Linked DNA regions of Gossypium arboreum: region 2 is linked to region 1. Evidence: chromatin contacts called from public Hi-C data. All regions are on one chromosome and are shown on one strand. Each heading gives the region's core, a stretch centred on a gene start, on an enhancer-like site or on the middle of the called end of the contact. The rest is flanking DNA. Distances are from core to core; before and after follow the strand shown.

Region 1 (2,700 bases), core at 70-2,569:
TTTATATATAAGTGACTAAAGTATAACTTAAGGTAAACAAAATTGACTATTTTAATTATATTTAAAAAAGTTAACCTGTTAAAATCAACGTCAAAGGGCTTTTTAATACATTTTGACAGTTGAAGTACTCAATTGAGTGCAAAAAAAAAAAAAAAAAAATGTCAGACTTAACTTCTTTTTTTGAAAAACTTTTAGTGCCTTTTTGATATATTTTAAAAGTTCAAGTACCCAATTGATGAAAGAAATATTAATTTGGATTTAGCTTGTCATTTTTCTTCATTTTATATGGTAATATATTATTGTAATTGCTAAAATTTAAATTTAATCTTTTAATTTGCCTCAAAATCCCCACGCTAATAATGAGTGCAATCCAATAAATTTCATGGGCTATTGGAACCTTCAAGGTTATAGTTTTTGTTTATTTTCATTTTATTTGTTTAATTACATTAAGTTTTTATATATTTATTTGTATGAGATGGGATAACATATCATATCTCGTTTCAATTATTTAGTGATTTTTATCAAACTTTTTATTATTAGCAACTCATAAAGTTTTAAATTTTTAAGCATAAAATTTGATGAAATATTATTAAATAATTTAGATGAGATACGGGATGTAATGCAACTGAAAATGTTGCCATCGAGGGTTGTAATATTAACTTCTCGGTTATTATGAGGCAGGGCAAAATGGTGCCAATTCTCAAGGATTGTTCAATTTGGATTCCTTCGGGACAATTGTGGATGTTTCTTGGACCTAATGGTTGTGGTCAGTGGCTAAGAGATCCAGGCAGTCAATTAAATGGTAGATTTTAATTTAGATTCTTTATAATTTATAAAATTTTAAATGGTCAAATTATATTTAGGCCCTAAAAATAATAAAAATTTCATTTAACTTTTTAAAATTATAAATATATAGACTATTAAAATGATGAAATTATATTTTTATTATCGTAAAAATATACAATTTAATTTCAACCCTTAAAAAGAATTTTTCTGACTCCCGTTGGTAAATCTATCTTTTTAAAGGTACACCCTCAAAATTTATGTTTTACCCTATATCAGTATCAGCACCGATAATCTAAAAGAGAATGCTACTTGCTTCAACTGGCGCGGATAATCGTTCAACTTCAATTTCCATATGAATTTGCCAACTTTCAGCACTGGGTTTGTCAGATTACCATATATGCCATGTTTAGGGAGTGCAATTATCTGGGGAAAAAATGGCTTTTATAATGGGCAAATAGCATTGGTCATATAAGAAAAAGTAGGCTGCCATTATGAGTTTGATAAACTGTTGGTTCTCTTTTAATTTTGAAAATATGGCCTGGATTATAAGAGTTGGCTATATTGCGAGTCATGCAGATCTTGGCAGGTCTTTTGACCCCTACAAACGGGGCTTTACAAGTTAGGAGGCCCAAGAGTTATGTATTCCAAAATCCAGACCATCAGGTTGGTTCTTTTCCTTGGGAAGTACTCTTTTATAAATAAATTTCAAGATATAATATTTTTATCATTGGTAATTCATTTTACAATTAGTGGGATTAATTTGTATATGGGTAATCCCTGAGTATATATGGTAATTTGTCTATGCTTACTACTTAATCAGCTTCTTCCCGAATTGGATTATACAGATTTTATATATCTATTTAAGAAATTTAACTACGTATACCACTAAATAAAAAGTTCAAGAAAGAAAATTTGGTATTGAGAGTACTAAATTTATATTAATTTATAAACAAATTATTTGATAAATTAATTTCAACGTTAATACATGTATATCATTATTTTCTTTTATTAATCAGTTTCTTCCCAAATTGGATGTTACTAATCTCCTAACACTAAGCACCCAAATTTCAAAGGAAAAGGATGCTTCAAATAGATTCACACACGTAACTTGGTCCACTTCCCTCCACTGTTTTTACTTAATTACCATAATAATCAATAATTTATTGCATCATAGAACGAAGCACGAAGTCTTACATAAATCCCTGTTACGAATTACGTACCAAAAAAAAACACAGCAGAACCACCCAACTTTATTCCCTTCAACACCATAGAACTCCTCTAACCACAGCTACTCTCCAACCGCCCGATGGGGAGTTATCTGCAGATATTGAGAAAAAAATAAATTTTTTATTAAACAGTAACAACTCATTGAAATTTCAGTTAGAGCACATGAGTTTTTGAATGGATGAATATTGAGGCAGATTCAAGGGCTCTCATCAACCCAACCCAAGCATGAAAAATAAAATCTACACAAATCACAATGTGTGCTAGTTTCTGTTCGTAATTTTAATTGAATGATGATGGGGATGCAGCTACGGCGTGCTTTGGGGAAGATCAAACCCAGTTCCCATCAAGCAATCTTTTTGCAGCGGCGGGTGATGGGATATGGGACAATGGAGCATCATGCGGAAGGAAATACCTGGTGAGATGCATAAGCTAAAAAGGGAAGAGAAATGAACGTTTTACCATCAAACTTATTCATTAATCTCGGGAAGTTCTACATCAACTTCGGCCTCCCCAGAGATAGTAGCAAGACGATTTGAAGTAACAGTGGCACGGTTTCTTCGTCTGATGCAAACAAACACGAGGTTGAGAAGAAAAATAACAGCGATGCCAGTTAGCTGGATCAATGCCATGATTTTTGTGTCCCCCTCCATGTTAATGTCCCCGGAGAAACCCAACGAAAATCTTGAT
Region 2 (2,700 bases), core at 13-2,512, 140 kb after region 1:
AAAAATTAAATGTTCATAATGTTTTCTTATATAATTATTGATTGAACAATTGGATTTTTCAAAATTATATTTTTAACTCTAGATTTTATTTTCTATTTCAAGGACCAACTTTGAGGATTATTTTATGTACCTTGAAGGAAATATCATAATGGTAACAACAAGAGTAAATCTAAAGTGTTTTTTAAGGTTTTTCTATTTTCTTTAGAAAAAATTTATCAATAAAAGGGTTATAAAATATTATATTTAGAAGAAAACTAATGAAAAGAAAAAAAAATTTTAAGATAAACCCATTAATTTTAGGAATTAACTTGAAAAATGATTTGTTAATCGAGAGAAGTTTTTTTTTTTTATAATAATGAGTAAATTATATGGTTGGCACTTAATAATGACCATTTGATACCCAAATTTCAAAGGGAAAAGAAGTTTCAAATAGATTCACACACCTGACTTGGTCTACTTCCCTCTACATCAACCTCGGCCTCCCCAGAGATAGTAGCGAGATGATTTGAAGCGACAGTGGCACGGTTTCATCGTCTGATGCAAACAAACACGAGGTTGAGCAGAAAAATGACAGCTATGCCGGTAAGTTGGATAAAACCATGTATTATTACCTTGTCTTCCTTTTTTGTTCTGCGATTCATTCCAGCAATTCTTATCCCACAAATGAGCTTCAAATCTCCCTGTCCATCGGTGCCTTATTAATGAAACCATCGAGAAATCAAAACAGAATGCCAAGAAAAAGCAAAATAAAATAGAATTGAGACTGTCCGTATATCTTGAATGGACAAAATCTCCAAGAAAGATCACCAATCCCTTATAACTATATATAAAATATATGTATGTATGTATAATTACCTAGTAACGCCTCGATACGTGGAGCTACATTGGGGAGGAGAGTGACGGGGAACAGTTTTACGAGTGCGCTTGAGTTTGGTTGTAGGTTGTGCAGCAGGTTTTTCATTATCCGAACCGTTCTTCTGGTTTTGATGTGAGATTTTCGCCTTCGCCATAAAAAAACTAAAAACAGAAAAAGCTGAGGTCAAGAGTAACAAACACACATCCTCACTCTGAAAACCTTAAGAATGGGAGGGGCAAAAGAATGAGAAACGATTTCAAAGGATCCAGGAAAAAGCAAAGGTTAAGGTCTTTGTTTGAGTGGGAAAAAAGAAATAGAAGGGAAGAGAGAGTGTTGATACAAGGATATGTCGGCCGTCTTGAAGCGGTTTTTTCTCTACTCTCTTATTGCTTCGGTTTGAAGTTATGGTCTCCGAGATAAATAATATCATCATTTTTATTTTTAATTTTATTTTTTTGACTGAGATAATAATTAAAGCAAAAAAAAAAAGGAAATTAGGGGAGAAACATTTGGTCTAGTCTTGACTCTTATGTTTTATTATTTGACTTTTCTGCACACTAACTTTTATGTTAAGTTTTTCATACAAGAAGAAAGAAAAAAGAGAAATATTCCAACAGTAGAATGGAAACATACTGCTTCATTAATAATCATATTTTTTAATTGACATTTCTATTTATGTAAAGCATTATCTTTATAAGTGAACTATAATGGAAAGGGACAGAAAACTTTTAGGGAGATTTGAAGCTCATTTGTAGGATAAGAATCGCTTGCAATTTGCATGCCTCACAACTTACAAAAGCAAAAACGCAGACCCATACTTTGAAAATAAATAAAAAGCAAGCCCAAAATTAATTACATGGCTCAGGCTTGGCAACAGCTACTATACAACACTGATGTTTCCTTTTCTTTAATAAATTCACTTGCCAAAATGCTTCTCCCAAACCAATCATATCTTGTCGTGGGCCCTGCTTGAAAATGAAAATTATTCAAGGGAAGTGGTCAAATACAAAAACACAATGAATTTTAACCCCAAAACATCAAAATCATAATTATTTCAACTTTACCCAAATTTCTTCCACGACTATATCATAATGTAATTGTAGAAACCCAATTTTTGCCCAAATTAATTAAACCCTAACCCACAATAATTAAAAAAAAGAGAGGAGAAAACAGAAACCCTAAGAGCCACTTCTGCTCCCTAGTCTCTGCCCATTGCTGCGCCACCTGCTACCACCGTCACTGTGGCCACCATCCACTTACACCTGCAAAAATAAAGATTGAAATGACAGCAATAATATAAAAAAAATCTCTTGTAAAATGGCTATATAAAAGCCTAGAAATCAAATTGTAAAAGGGGACTCTTTGGAATACAAAAAAAATTACAAACAAAAGCAGAAACAGAGAATCAAACAGATCAACCAAGGTGTTTTATTTTTTTCTTTCTTTTTTTTTTTTTTGAATCTACTCATATACGTGCATATATATCTTCCTCTTTTTATTTTTAAAAAATAATACATATATATACATAAATATAGCAAGAGAATAAAAAAAAACTTCCCTTAAACCCCCTAAGCAGTAGGGTAGCAGGCTGAATTTACAGATCTTAACCCCCTTAGCAGTAGGGAAACAGATCGAAGACGATGGGCCTTAAACCCCCTAAGCAGTAGGGTAACAGGCTAAATTTACAGATTTTAACCTCCTAAGCAGTAGGGAAATAGATCGAAGGCGACAGGCCTTAAACCCCTAAGCAGTAGGGTAACAGACTGAATTTACAGATCTTAACCCCCTAAACAATAGGGAAACAAATCGAATGCGATGGGCCTTAAACCCTAAGCAGTAGGGTA

Evidence for each region. A called contact is a pair of places that touch in the nucleus more often than the background predicts.
Region 2: a Hi-C map of leaf shows a contact between it and region 1, with 2.3 times the contacts expected there. The contact joins the promoter of LOC128291788 here to the enhancer-like site in region 1. A contact is called at or near these places in 3 of 5 Hi-C or Micro-C datasets (all in leaf).

The regions. Positions count from the first base shown.
Region 1 is chr4:5,045,187-5,047,886 of ASM2569848v2, forward strand. No RefSeq gene overlaps it. Among protein-coding and RNA genes, the nearest start is that of LOC128291841, 12 kb to the right of the region's middle. Within about 2 kb of position 1,320, at least 1 of the 2 cell types and tissues checked has an H3K27ac peak or open chromatin away from gene starts, as enhancers often do. A contact at or near this core is called in leaf, where this site is marked.
Region 2 is chr4:5,181,295-5,183,994 of ASM2569848v2, forward strand. LOC128291788 (AP2-like ethylene-responsive transcription factor At1g16060) reads right to left here and starts at 1,263. Exons shown (of 4, transcript XR_008281679.1): 1 at 856-1,263; 2 at 612-694; 3 at 444-534.